Regions from separate parts of the Sus scrofa genome. Here all the other regions are linked to region 1. The links are chromatin contacts, called in public HiChIP or PLAC-seq and promoter capture Hi-C maps. All regions are on one chromosome and are shown on one strand. The core of a region is the stretch at or near the end of the contact, and the rest is flanking DNA. Distances in the headings are between cores, read along the strand shown. Region 1 holds the start of FAM91A1 (protein FAM91A1). Region 2 holds the start of RNF139 (E3 ubiquitin-protein ligase RNF139). Region 3 holds the start of ATAD2 (ATPase family AAA domain-containing protein 2). Region 4 holds the start of ZHX1 (zinc fingers and homeoboxes protein 1). Region 5 holds the start of TMEM65 (transmembrane protein 65).

Region 1 (2,700 bases), core at 198-2,697:
TGGAGGCTATGTTGCTGTGGCTGTGGTGTAGGCCTGCAGCTGCAGCTCCAATTCAACCCCTAGCCCGGGAACCTCCATATGCCACAGTTGCAGCCATAAAAAGAAAACAAATAAAAAGAATAAACAAATGTAATCACAGAAATACTGAATTCATCTATGGTTGCTTGCCAGTAACAATGATCATGGGTTTGCTAAGCCAGTGTAACAAATTCTGGACGAAAGGGTCCCCAAAGACATTCTCACTAGAACTGAAATTAAAGCAGGCTTGATCTGCCATTAAAAAGTGACTGGAGGTTGCAGCATGGAGCAGAAGCAGAAACAAGAGGCTGTGCCCAAGAATCTTTATCTCCTAGATTCCCTTAGGGCCTCCCCATGTGAGCACCAGCTGTTTAACATTTTAGCTGAATCCCTACACTTAAAGAATTTGAACCTTTGTTTTTTTTTCTTTTTAACAGAAAACTTACTTATTTATCAATACAAACCTGTAACTCATATAACATTAATTGGAGTAACAAAAAGAAGTATTTCACATGAATTGGTATCTTCAGGTGATTTGAAGAACCCTTTTTGAAAGCGGTCTGGTGAATGGATTACGACTGGGATAATGACCATAAGAAGGAGAGTAACGCCTGCCCTCATGGATCAATAGGTATATTTCTTGGTGTTGAAACATATGACCATGGAAGTTTCTTCTCATATCTTTATTTCAGATGAATGAAACCAACCAATCAGGAGACTCATGGTGTAAGTACCTTTGTGAAAAATGAATCCTTGGGGCAAATTCACTTTAAACAAAGATATATGAAAGGACTACATTTTCAAAGAGTTATAATGCAGAATAGTAACGACTTCTATATTCTGATAGTTTACACTAGTTGAGTGAAACTCGATCTGCCAAAAGTGTGTGTGTGTGTTCAGGGGTTGGGGAGAATGGGGTTAAATGGGAACCTTAGAGCGCAACGTTTCTCTTTCACAAGATGCAGCAACTTTCAGGAGGTGAAGGGTCATTAGACCTCTGCCCTACGCCTCTACTGGGAGTAAAGCTCTGTCTTGAACATTCCTTCCTGAGCCTGGGCCCTGCCCACCCGGCCTCGGTTCAGGGTTGGCTATGGAGAGCTAGGGCCCACAGCTCCCGCACTTCTAAGTTAGCTATGGCCCCCCCTTCCCAAGTCTCTCCTTCTCGGGCAGCCCACCCCAGCGCCTGTAACTGCCTGCTGCTGGGCTCACATTTGAGGGCAAGTCGGTCATCCAGCAATGGTACAATGCAAGCCCAATTAATTCATCCAGAGACTGACAGAGGCACAGGGAGTGCGCGGGTGGGCGAGCCATACCTGAGCACCTTGCGGCTCTATCTACTCAGGCCAGACCCCAGTGTGGAGGGGGCGGGGCTGGAACCCCGGGCTCCGCCCCCCAGCCCCTCGCTGGCGGGCGGAAGTGACGCACCTCGAAGCCATTTCCGGCGGGCTGAAACTAGGAAGAAACTTGGAGCCGCCGAGGCTTCTGGCCACCTCTCTTCGTTGCTCGCGTGCCCCGTGGCCCGGGCCGCGCCGAGTCGTCGGGAGCCCTGGCCATGGGGCAGCCCCGGCCGTCCGCAGTTTGAGGCGCGGGGCCTCCCGCGGGCTCCTGGGAGGCCGAGGGCGGGCAGGCGGGAGGCGTCCTTCCAGCCGCGGTCCCGGCCGCTGCCGCCCGCCCGGGCCCCCGGCATCATGAACATAGACGTGGAGTTCCACATCCGGCACAACTACCCGTGGAGCAAGCTGCCGGCCAACGTGAGGCAGGTATGGAACCTGGGGCCGGGGTCCCGCCTCGCCGGCATCTGCTCGCCGCGCCCCGTGGCCGTGGCTGGCGCCTCTAGGCTGATTCCTGGCCTTCCCCTCGCCAGGGTTAACCTGCAGCCCAGGGGTGAGGAGGGGACGCTCCCAGGGCCACAGGGGCAGGATAGGGCCGTTGCGAAATGGGATGGAATGGTGTCCACTGGACTGGCTTCGCGACTTTGCACGCACTCTCGGTTCAGCCAGGCACTGGGCTAGGCACCTTTAAGCTAATTAAAGCACGGCCCTTGACCTCCAGAATTTCGGGATGTTGGGAAAGGGTCTAGAAATAAATGAATACATTTACAGAGTGATAGCAGCTTACACGAAACTGCATAAGTGTATATGCGAACGCACAGAGGAGGAAGTCACATTGTCCAGGGAGTGTCAAGAGGATGTGTAGAGGAGGCATTTAAATTGGGCCTTAAAGGACGAAGAAGAGATGGCTAGATAAGAGACTTGGAAGATTTTCCAGGGAGAGGGAATGTCATTTTAAAAAGCGCGGACGAGTGAGAGCGTGTTTTGAGAGAGTAGTGAGCGACTTCCTACCACCGAGCCTGGAGGTGTAGCTGTATTGATTTGTTTGGAGGTGGGGCTTCGTGAGTGGGGGTGGTGGCAGTCAGGGCCAGATTTTGAAAGACTTTTGTATTTTGTTTTGTTGGACTTAATCCTCTCAACAGGATGGGTTTATTAGAGATCTTTCAAGAAGAGAATGACAAAAGGCTTTTGTCTGAGAGGTAATTCTCAAATACTTGAGTGTCGCGTTTTTTCCTCCATTGTTTTACAGATGTTTATTGAACACCTACTATGTACTATGCCTTGTTTTAGGTGAGGGTAATTTGCAGCAGTAGACAAGAGGAAACCCCCTCTTCCTGGAGCTTACGTTTTA
Region 2 (2,700 bases), core at 123-2,622, 500 kb after region 1:
ATCCTTAACCCACTGAGCGAGGCCAGGGATCAAACCCATAACCTCATGGTTCCTAGTCAGTTTCTTCTCCGCTGTGCCAGGACGGGTACTCCTATCCCCCTTAATCTGTCTTGGTTTATAATTAAGACTCTGACCTAACTTACACTCCTGCTGGTTAAGGAACAGAAAGGATAGCCAGGTTATATTAATTACATGTATAGGCAACAAATTTAGATCTTTTCCTTCCTAGGTTTGTTGCTGGGACCCTAAAACTAAACCAACAAAAGAGATTAACAGGAGAATAACAAGTTTCTCCGGTGTATACAGGCTTGGAGAAACTAAGTGATCGACAACTCAGGTGGCTACAATTTGGGGCTTATAAAGCTTCTTAACAAAGAACAGTGCATTGTAGAGAAGTGATAAGACAAAGGAAAAGGAGTTTAGGCTTTTAGGGGTGGCAAACTTGTGTAAGGTAAGTATGTGGGGGAAACTAATAAAGATAAGGATTGGTAAGACTTGTGACTGAGTCTACAAGTTTCCTTTTGGTAAAGGAGAGGGAGTCACCTTTACAAAATGGAAACTTATGTTCGCTTTTTAGGCAAATGGGAGGACGGTTAAGTGCTGAGGTGGAGAGTTTTTTGTTTCTGTTTCTCAACTGTCTTCAACTCAAACATAATCATGTCAAAGTGGCATACTTTGGGGTGGCATGTTCTGATTCCCTACAAAAAAGAATGGCTTCTTCTGCCCTGAGAAAGAACGGACTGCCTGGGCGTGCATACCTCAAAGGTTAGAAACGAAGAGGCCAGAATTCTTGCCCTTAAGTTACAGTGGCCCTTGATATTAGTAAAATGTGGCCAGCAAGTGTCCGCAGTTGTAACCAATCGGGTAGGAAACAGGAAAGTTGATGCGCAGAGGGATGCGAGGGCTACTTTCCTTGGTAATGCCTACCGCACCCAGCCCAACCCAAAACAGCAGCCACTCAGCACTGCGCATGCGGCGATGCCTCCAACAGGTCCCCAAACGGCCTTGCAGCATCTTCCCCGAAGAGTCAGCAGCTCGGATCCCGCCTTTGGGTGGGGTGGGGTAGGTCTGACGTTCGGCGCCCTTTGTCTTTCCTCCTTCCTAGCAGCTCTATATCATGTTTACGGGACGTTTAATGGTCTCTAGTAGAGCGACTAATAATTCCCTCCCGCGGCCCAATCCCTCACTGAGCCTTCACCGCCGTGGGTGACGCGGCCACTCTGAGGCCAGAGGGCGCGGCTGCGGAAGAGCGTCTGCGCCAACAGGTGGCGCCCAAAGCCGTGACGACGGCGCAGCCGCGGAGGTGGGCGGGAACCGCGGCAACGCTCAGGGACGTCTGGTACGACGAGCGTGATGACCGAATGGGGAGCGTTCCAAGCGCCGGATTATGACGCGACGTCGGCGCGCGGGCTCCGCGGTCTCGCGTAACCGCGAGCGCAGCCTCCCGGCCTGGCAACAGCAACAACGGCAGAGGCAGGCGGGCGAGGTCAAGATGGTGGCTCCGCGGGCGGGGGAGGCGGTGGAGGGGGGAGGAGCCAGGCGATAGCCGGCCGGAAACACCGACACCCAGAGGCCTCCCGGAAGCCGCCGCCGCAGCCTCAGCCGCCGCCTCCGCCGCCTGCTCCAGCTCGAGAGACGCGAGCGGGCGGCGGGGCGGGCCGTGAGAAAGACTCGAGAGGAGGGAGGGCGGGGCGGAGTCGCCCGCCTCCGCCCCCAGCCGGCGTCCCGGGCCCTGCCCCACGCGGCCCTGCCGGGCCCGCCCAGCCCCGGTGTGGCAGCGGCTCATGGCGGCGGTGGGGCCCCCGCAGCAGCAGGTGCGGATGGCCCATCAGCAGGTCTGGGCGGCGCTCGAAGTGGCGCTCCGGGTGCCCTGCCTTTACATCATCGACGCCATCTTCAACTCCTACTACGATTCCAGCCAAAGCCGGTTTTGCTTCGGGCTCCAGGTCTTCCTCCGGCTCTTTGGTAAGGGGGACTGGGTAGCCTGCGTCCGGAGACTGCCCGCTGGGCCGAGACGTGCTGCAGGGAGCGGGCGGGCGGCCGCGCGCAGGGTGTGTGTGTGTGTATGTGTGTATGTACACACACCAGCCCCCCCCGGGGGCGTCTTTGCAAGCCAGGGGAGGAGATGACACTTGTCTCAGACTTGACAGCGGAGCAGTCCTCCCAGCGACTCAGCCTCCTGTTCATTTTTGCCTCTAAGGGCTGGGAGAAAACATCAATGTGTGAGCGTGCGGCTTTGAGCCTGCTGTTTCTCTTGGGAAATGAGTACTGGTTTACCGCGTCCTATGCGACAGCTTTGGAAAAACAGCAACTGTTTTTGCCCCGTCTCGCAGTGCGTGACCTTGGGCTCGTGGAGCCAAAGCCTGGGCCTCAGTTTCCCGGTTTCCAAAATGCAGAGTACTCTTATGTTGCCATTTAAATGACATCCAAACGGAGGAGACAAGGTTTCGAATGTCAGACCTTGAAACCATTACCAAAAATCCTCGTGAAGCAGGCAGTACTTATAATGAGTCCTAAAATTTCCCGCGAATAGGGAAGATACTGAGAACGGTTATAAAAACGTGGCTAGGAAGTGATGACACTTCTGAAAATCATTGTCTTCGTCGTGTACGAATGGAATGTTAAAAACATCTTATACTTCCCTCCCTATCTTCACTTGCACTCCCAGAGTGAGAAACGTTTATGCTTAGAATTTTTTAA
Region 3 (2,700 bases), core at 5-2,504, 330 kb before region 1:
ATCACTTACTGGGTACCTCGAGGCTGTTTTTTTCATCTGTGAGATTCATATCACAACTCTCCATTCTCATGGAGCTGCTAGGAGGCTTAAGTGAAGATGTACCTGAAATGTCGCTCTCCATCCCTGCACATTACGCAACCTGGTATTATTCATTGCGTTCTGATTACCGAACCTCTCTTAGATCGTAAATGAAAGTCAGGGAACCTGAGTCACACTCTTTCTATCTGCCGCGGCCTCTAAAACATGTCACGCATACAGTAAGCGCTCAGTACAGGCGTGTGGCTCGCGATTCCTGCGAACCTAAAGCCGGAGCCTGGGAGATTGGTTAGGGAGGTGTGTGAGCTGGGGCGGGGCAGCCCCCAACTCAAGGGTTGGCCTCCAAGTGCACTTGGCCTCCGGGGAGCTCGGGTTTCCTCTGGCGTAAAAGTAGGTAGTAACCAACGGCTTAGCCCTCCTGCAATCTGCCCCATCTCTTCGCCCACCCCACACCTCCTCGGGCTCCGATCTTGAAAAGCCTTCCATTTTACTTGTCCTCGACAACACTCCTCCCAACACGCCTCTTCTCTCCCCGCGCCAACTGTCACCAGGACCGCCCACCCCACCCCCAGGCTCCACCGGGCACCAGGCAGACAGTCCCCCAGGCCCGACGGGGCACCAGACAGACAGTCCCCCAGGCCCGACCGAGGGGCCTGCCCCAGGCTGGTACTCACGCCCGCGGCGGCCGCGGTGACCGCGGACTGCTCAGCGGCGCCGGCCGAGCGGAGCCGCCTCCGGCCGATCTGCTCCAGACTGAGGAACTCGTTGGACAGGTCCAAGGAGTCCGTGGCCGAGGCGGCGGGGTGGCTGTGCAGCTCCAGGCTGCTGCGGAGGACCACCATCTTCTCTCCCTCTTCCGCAGAGCGTCCGCGGCGGGAGACGGACCCGATACTGGGAAACAGCCGCTCAGGCGCTTCCGCGCTCCGAATTCTGGCGCCACAAGCTGCGCGCGGGTGGCCGCAGCGCGCGCACTCGGAATCCTTCCGCCTCCTGTTCCGCCCACGCGGCCACTCTACGTCGGCGGGCTCGAAACTTTCCCCACATCTATAGAGCGAAGGACTTTGGGCCGAATTTGAAGAGAGCCCGCACGGATAGTGTGGACGACCTGAGCGGACAGTGAGCAGAAACCGCTGACTTCTTTTTCTTAGATAGTTCCGGCTCGCTGAGCTCGGCGGAGGGAGACGGCGGGTAGTGGCGCGATATCGGGTTTGGAATTTTGGCGCGTGGACGCCGGGGGGGAAGGGAGGCTCCCCGCCCGCTCTGATTGGCTGGCGGGGCCTGGCGGCCCCTCCCCGCCCCTCCTGACACCTGCCCTCCGCTTCCCGCCACGCTGGATTCAAATGCAAAATGCTGGGTCCTTGACTGAAGGGGTGGGGGAAGCGCTTGGCTTTTGACAGTTTTTGTCTCTGAGTCTTTAGAGCTTTTCACTGTTAGCTTAATCCAAACAAGTTAACAGAAAGGGATCTAAAGGCCAGTTGGCAGAGTATTATAGTTAGAGACGTAGGTTCTGTACTCAGCGCCGCCCAAGCTAGGAATTGAGCAAGTAATTCCCTTTGCCGGGTCTTTATTTCCTAATCCGTATAAACTGAGTCTATTTATAATATCTAAATTTTAAGATATTATTATACCTTAGGACCCTGTCTACACATCTAAATGTTTTATACCATTACAGAATTACAGAAAATGGCTTCTCTGGAATTAAAGCAGTTACGTGATGACTGAGAATAGATAACATGCTGAATGATCGGAATGTGAGAGGAGTCTTCCTAGTGAAACAAATAAAAGCTACTTATTGATTTGGAAATCATTTCCTTAATTCGACATTTATTAAATATTTATTGAGCATCTATTATGAGCCGGGCAGTATTCTAAGCACCAGGGATGCCACTGTGAACAATAAGAGCAAAAATGCCCTCATGGAACTTAAATTCTGGTAAAAGGGGAAGGGCAATAAACTAAGTAAATGATATGTTCGTTAAAAGAGGAAGTGCTGCAGAAATATAGAGAAAGTGAAGGGAAGCGTGCACTTCTAAACAGGGCGATCTAGGAAAGACCTCACGTAATGTAAGCAAAGACTTAAAGGAGGTTAGTTATACCTGGGAGAAGAGAAGTGCAACCAGAGGCCAGGGGAGGACAGTGGACCAATAAAATCAAAGAGGAAAAAGCTGCTGGGAGCAGATCCTGCAAGGCCTCAGCTTTAAGGTTTTTTTTGCTTTGTATAATAAGTGAGATGAAAAGACATCACAGGGTTTTGAACAAAGGAGAGACTTATTCTGACTTTTTGAAAGAATCCCTCTGGCTGCTGCATGGAGAATGCAATAAGGGGACATACTTATGCTAAAAAAATTGTTGTTCATCTGAAATTCAATTTTTAACGGGGTGTCATTTTATTTGCTAAATATGGCAACTCTACTTCGGAGGCCACTACAGTTATTCAGGCAAGAGATAATGGTGATGCAGATCAGTGGAAGTAATGAGAAATGGTTAAATTCTGGGTTTATTTGGAAGAAAGAGTCAATCGAATTTGCCAATTAATTGGATTTAGGCATGAGAGAGAGGAGCCAAAGGATGACTCCAGTACTTGGTTTTTGGTTTGCTTGCTTGAGCTGATGGCAAGATGAAGCTGCACCTAACTTAGAGAGAGAAGGCTATGGTAAAGCAAGT
Region 4 (2,700 bases), core at 46-2,545, 420 kb before region 1:
CTCTCACAGCTCCCTCCTAGCCCTTCACTCCTCGGAAAGATCTGGAAACCGTTCCCTTTAGGCCCTAAGGCTTGGAGCGGTCCCCAGTCAGCCTCCTCATCTTCCTCCTTAAAGGGACAGATAATATTTACATTTTCTTGAATCAACTTCTCCCAAAGTTCCAGGGCTTCTTCAAAACCTTATATAGTTCTTAAGGTCTCAACTCTGAGACTCGCCCCGAAATGGGTGCCCAGCCTCTCCTGAAGTGGAGGTACAGCCTTTCCCAGACGGGTTTCTCCGAGCTCCAACCGCAATGCCAGTGCGCTCAGCTCCAGCAAGAGATGACTCCCCAGACTCTCAGGGAGACCGAGTCCCCACGAGGCCACACGCCCCCGCAGGGCAGGGCCCGGCTCCCGATCTCCTCCCCAGGGACCCTCGACATTGCTGGTGCGCTCCGTCCCTGCGGCCCCCGCCCCCCCCCTTCTAAGGGAGACCCGGTCCTCACTCCCTTCAATAATCTCAAGTTGCTCGGTCCTCTCGTAGCCGCGGGGGAGGAGAGGGGTGCTGAGATTTCCCCGTACAAGCCCACCCTCAGCCCCTTCCGCGGCCGCAGAGACCCGAGAACGCAAAAGAGGCTCAGGGTCTGTCCCCCGTCGGCGATCCGGCCCAGGCAGGCCAGGTCCCTCCCCCTCGGAAGCCCCGAGCCGGTCAGCCTGGCCACTCGCGGCGCGGAGCGCGCTCAGCCCCCCGGGGTCTCTGCCCTCGGGCCGCCCTCGTCCAACCAGCCCGCGCGCCGCGCGCCTTCCCGGCCCGCCGCACTGGCCGCGGGCTCTGCGCCGCGGGTTCCTACCCGCAGCCCCGGATGCCCGGGGCCGCTCGTCGCGAAGCCCGCTCGCACCGCTACCTGCAGGGGCCGCCGCGCCTCTCAGCGCCCCGCCGCCGCCATCTTGCATTTCAAACCGGCTGCACTTTTCAAGGAGTCAACTCTGACCTGTGAACCCTACACCCGGAACCGCTCGGCGGTCCGGCTCACGGCTTCAGCAGATCCGCAGACTCGGTGGAACGTAAAGTCTGGGGTGGGGGTGCTAGGCCAGGCGCGCGCCCCAGCGGCCGACCCGGGGCGAGAGCGGGGGAGGGGAAGAGCCGGCCGAGGCGGGGCCCTCCCGCGCGCGCGCGCCCTCCGCGCGCCCCCACCCCGCTCTGCGCCACGCTTTCCACTCGCAGACCCTGCTTCTCCCCTGGGGTTCGACCCTGGCCTCCACCCCCGGATTGGCGCAGGGCGAGAGGTAGGGGGCCGCCCCGCCCCTCTGTCAACAGAAGCCCCGCCTTTTCCAAGTCTCGAAGCGGCCACGCCCCTTGCTGGTGTTAGCTCCGCCCGCTATCGGTAGAAGCCTTTTCTTCACTCAGGTCAATCCAGAAGGCAGCCCCGCCTTCTGTCAGTTGTGGCCCCGCCCCCGGGCGCTCCTTCTTCCTAAAGTCACCGCTGGATCCTGAGAAACGCCCCTTGTCATAAGTCCCATTTGGTGGCAGTACTGTCCAAGCCCGCCCCTTTCGTCGGGAGCCCCTCCTACTGTCAATAGAAGTCGGGTCTTTCTGAAACCCTTCGGGATTCTAGCCCGAAGCTCCACCCCCTGTCAGCTGCTGCCCTGCCACCTCTTGCCTCCAACTCCAACATCAAAAGCCGTCCCTCCACCCGCTGATACCAAAAGTTCGATCCAACCTCACTTTGAACCGCGGGGCAAGACGGAGCCACCCTTTGCTCCCCGAAAGCCCTCCCTCTCCCCCTCACGAGTCACTCTTGTGGGGGGCTTTCTTTTCAAGCCGTGGTCGTCAAATACTGAACAGCTTCAATGCGAACCAGCCCTGCAAAGGAGGCCGGCTAAGGACCCAGGCTTTGGGAAAAACTACCCTCCCCATTTCTCTTCGTCCCTTCTCCCCTCCCCACATCATTTTTTACAAGGAAAAAAGTACAGACCAAAGCAAAGGGAAACAAATCACCTTCCAGGCTACTCTTCACAGAATCTCCGGCCAGGACCTGTGGGAACTTTCCGGCGCCTTGATGTTCGTTCCCCGCCCCCACCCCGGGCATGGACCCTCTGCGCTTTAACAGCAGCGCTCCACTGAGCCACATTAATCCTAAAACATGCAGTTGCTTAAAGTGAAAGCCTGATGGTTGAAATCAGTGCACATCGGCTTCTTTTATTTGTTTGTTTTATCTTAGAATACTAGAACTTGTGGAAGCAGAAGCAAGCAAAGCTTAATCTTGCAAACATAGGTGCTCAGTCCTGCCATGCTCAACACTCTGTGTATACAACAAAACTTTAACACCACTTTAACTCTCCTGGAATTAAATTCATTGATAATGTAAACTATCTACAAGAAACTACTGTAATGTTCTGATAACATAAAGGTGAAATAAGTGAAAGTAACTTATTCTAAAATATTAAACTAATATCAAAAATACTAATAAAATACATTTTCCACTATGGAAAAACTCTGGCACCAATATAATTACAGTCCAAAACAGCCCCAACAAAATTTCAGCACGCCCCCTAGGGGGCAGTACTGTGCCCACTGAAAACTGCCTAAGATTTATCTCTGAGGAAAGGAAAAGCTTCTGATACAGAAATTCACTTTTTTTGTTCATGCCTTTAACGACTAGGTTTTTGAGCATAAGTGAATTCCAGGTACTGTGGAAGATTCAAAGCTGAGTCAGGCAAT
Region 5 (2,700 bases), core at 156-2,655, 420 kb after region 1:
TTCGGCTGCTTAAAAGAATACAACTACAGATTTGTGCAAAGAAGCAGCTGAGAGCAACTCCGCCTTACGAAGCAACAGCCCTTCTTTTGGACACCCATACACCTTGTTTTAGGATCATTCAACAAAGTTTCTTCCTGCGTCTAGGCTTTGCAGCGCTTTTGAAGGAGGCACTGCAGGCCACTCGCGTGGCTGCACGTTCACCGGAACGCAGCAAGGGCTTGGGGGCAGGAGGGCTGCGGGGGGGAGCGGGGCTGGGGGGAGGACACAGCCAATCTAAACAAAATCAATTCAGCATCCGTCGGCAATTGGGGCTGAAGCGCCGATTTTGAGGCTGGGGAGGAACCAGCCAAGCGCTGGCCCTGGCACGATCCGCCCCGTCCTACCTGCCCCGGGGACACTTAGGAGGCGGAAAGTTCCCCCCGTCGGACGTCCCAGGCGCCGGGCCAGGCGGGCGAGGGGGGCGGCGGCGAGGAGCCCGGGCCGAGCGGTGGGCAGCCTCCCGGGGCGCCGGTGGGGGAGGGGAGGGCGCCCGGCCCCCGCCCCCCGGCTCGCCCCCCTCGCGCCTCCCTTACCTTGGGCGATGGCAATGGACTCGAAGCGGTGCAGCTCCTTGAGCAGGCAGGTCCTCTCGCTGGAGTGCAGGCTGTAGATGAAGTCGCGCGCGCCCTGCGCCGTGTTCAGCGCCTCCATGGGTTCCTTCTTCGGGTGGGTACCCAGCGCCCGGGGGCCGCCCGGGGCCGCGAGCGCCAGCAGCCCCCGCCCGCAGCCGCACCAGGACGGCGGGCGGGGCGCGGCGGCGGCCGGGCCCGGCCTCAGGCTGCGCGCGGTCCGGCTCCTCAGCAGCGGCAGCAGCCGGGACATGGCGGGCTGAGGAGCGAGGACCCCCGCGGCAGCCCGGGAGGGAGATTTCTGGCGCCGCTGCGCGAAGAAGGAGCTGGGCTCAGCTCGACCCCGCCCCGATGTCCTCCTGACAGGCAGCCGAGACGCCGGGCACCATGCACTCCCCGGGCCCACGCGGCTGTCGCCTCCTCTTCCGTCCTCCTTCCCTTCCCAAAGGCCAGTGGCGCCTCCAGTCCCTTCCGACGACAAAAACTTTCTCTGAGGCAGCCGGGCCGGGAGAGCGCTCCCGGAGAAGGCGGGCGGGCTGTGCGGGCGGGCGCCTCCCAGCTGAGGAGAAGCGGCGCGGGCGGGCGGGCGGGTCCGGCAAGGGTTAGTGTCTGTCAGTCTGATCTTCCAGAGGGATGAGTCAGCCACGCGCCGCCCTTCTCCAGCACCGCCCTCCTCTGTCTCTGGTTTTCCCACCCTCTCACTTGCCCTAGTCCCCACTCCATACGACTCCCGCGCCCTCACAGCAACCACGCTCTCAGGCCTCAGACGCCATCACTACCCCTAGCGGCGATACAGTGGGTAACAGGGCGGGGCGAAGGAAAGGGGCGGGGCGCGGCGGGGCCGCGCAGGCGCAGTATGCAGATTCGCAGGCCGCGGTTTCCCCCCCCCCGCCCCGGGAAAGGAGTGTGCACGCGCTTCGGGTGCGTGAAGGTGGAGGGTGAGAAGGCTAGCACTCCTTGCGCTGGCCTCCGTCACGTTTCTATCGGCTGTGGGGAATTGGGAAGAAGAGCTTTGAGCCACTCGCTCTGCCAGGTAATGTGGCTACGACACGGCCCGCTGTAGCGCCGGGCCTGAGTCTTAAATCTGAGGTTAATTCTGAACGATGCTCCGGCTTGCGGCCCCCTTCGCCTGGCCCCGGCCGAACCACAGAGCCCTATTCAGGCTTTGAGGGACTGAAGAGCTCAAGCGGCGCCCTTTGCCAAGTCCATGCATACCACCGCTTCCGCCAGACACTCGGGTCTCTGAGGCACCTACTCTGAGAGCTCCAAAGAGAGGGTGAGGCCAGTTCTCCCCTTTCCCAAGAAGAGTCTGAGACTGAAACCTTGATGCTGAGAACACCTTTCCCCTTTCTGATGCAAGCAGCTTGCAGATTGTTAATGCCGGAGCCTGAGGCAAGAATGTCACAGACCTTTCCCAGGTGTTTGTTAAGGTTTGTTTGGCTGTTTCTTTCTCTCAGCTGAGGCAGAAAATATTTTGCGAGCCTCCCCCATTCCCACATGTCCTAGGCATCTTGCAAGGCCCCATACGTTCATAGGGTCTCCTGTTCTGAGCTTTCATTTATCTCTGCCTGAGGGAGGAGATCTCAGCTTTATCTGAACCTGTCTCATGACACTTAGGCTTCCTGTCTTCTTAGAGAATAGATCCACTTAGAGAATAAATCTGCTCAAGTGTAATCAAGATCTAAATCCTATCCTTATCACATGCACTGTTACACCCAGCCCAAGAGCAGTGTATGCAGTAGACATGCTATCATAGTGTAAATGCGATGTATAAATGCGAATCAGAGGAGGAACATTATCGCTAAATCCTCCTGCCTTCAAAATGGTTCTCAAAGTGTGGCCTTTGGGCAGCAGTTTGTTAGTTATGCAAATTCAAATTCCGGTACTCCACCAAAGACCTTCGGACTCTGAAAGTGGGGGGTGGGCCCAGTCATCTGCATTTTAACAAGCCCTCCAGTTAACACTGAAGCACACAAAAGTTTGAGAACCACTTCACTAACTTAAACATGGAAAGCATTGTTTACATTTTTTAATTTGATAGCAGTGCAGTAGTGTAATAGTGACAATTTAAAATGTTCTCTGGGAGTGCCCG

The links. Promoter capture Hi-C pulls out the DNA fragments that hold promoters and counts their contacts. HiChIP or PLAC-seq counts read pairs in DNA pulled down with a chosen protein or histone mark.
Region 2: an H3K27ac HiChIP or PLAC-seq map of alveolar macrophages shows a contact between it and region 1. The contact joins the promoter of RNF139 here to the promoter of FAM91A1 in region 1. A contact is called at or near these places in 2 of 5 promoter capture datasets (fetal skeletal muscle and liver) and 1 of 2 datasets of contacts at active chromatin or transcription factors (alveolar macrophages).
Region 3: a contact with region 1 is called in an H3K27ac HiChIP or PLAC-seq map of alveolar macrophages. The contact joins the promoter of ATAD2 here to the promoter of FAM91A1 in region 1. A contact is called at or near these places in 1 of 5 promoter capture datasets (fetal liver), 1 of 47 Hi-C or Micro-C datasets (liver) and 1 of 2 datasets of contacts at active chromatin or transcription factors (alveolar macrophages).
Region 4: a contact with region 1 is called in an H3K27ac HiChIP or PLAC-seq map of alveolar macrophages. The contact joins the promoter of ZHX1 here to the promoter of FAM91A1 in region 1. A contact is called at or near these places in 3 of 5 promoter capture datasets (fetal liver, fetal skeletal muscle and liver), 4 of 47 Hi-C or Micro-C datasets (embryonic fibroblasts, heart right ventricle, retroperitoneal adipose tissue and 1 more) and 2 of 2 datasets of contacts at active chromatin or transcription factors (alveolar macrophages and skeletal muscle).
Region 5: a promoter capture Hi-C map of liver shows a contact between it and region 1, with 2.9 times the contacts expected there. The contact joins the promoter of TMEM65 here to the promoter of FAM91A1 in region 1. A contact is called at or near these places in 1 of 5 promoter capture datasets (liver) and 1 of 2 datasets of contacts at active chromatin or transcription factors (alveolar macrophages).

What each region holds. Positions count from the first base shown.
Region 1 is chr4:15,680,573-15,683,272 of Sscrofa11.1, reverse strand. It overlaps FAM91A1 (protein FAM91A1), which reads left to right and starts at 1,447. Exons shown (of 24, transcript XM_003354982.5): 1 at 1,447-1,778. The coding sequence starts at 1,707.
Region 2 is chr4:15,181,192-15,183,891 of Sscrofa11.1, reverse strand. RNF139 (E3 ubiquitin-protein ligase RNF139) reads left to right here and starts at 1,372. Exons shown (of 2, transcript XM_001927531.7): 1 at 1,372-1,965. The coding sequence starts at 1,785. The region is part of intron 1 of TRMT12 (tRNA wybutosine-synthesizing protein 2 homolog); the gene reads left to right.
Region 3 is chr4:16,010,832-16,013,531 of Sscrofa11.1, reverse strand. ATAD2 (ATPase family AAA domain-containing protein 2) reads right to left here and starts at 1,254. Exons shown (of 28, transcript XM_001926030.7): 1 at 711-1,254. The coding sequence starts at 878.
Region 4 is chr4:16,099,375-16,102,074 of Sscrofa11.1, reverse strand. ZHX1 (zinc fingers and homeoboxes protein 1) reads right to left here and starts at 1,295. Exons shown (of 4, transcript XM_013996503.2): 1 at 884-1,295.
Region 5 is chr4:15,262,105-15,264,804 of Sscrofa11.1, reverse strand. TMEM65 (transmembrane protein 65) reads right to left here and starts at 1,405. Exons shown (of 8, transcript XM_021088951.1): 1 at 573-1,405. The coding sequence starts at 861. LOC102157933 (a long non-coding RNA gene) reads left to right here and starts at 1,495. Exons shown (of 7, transcript XR_002343112.1): 1 at 1,495-2,038.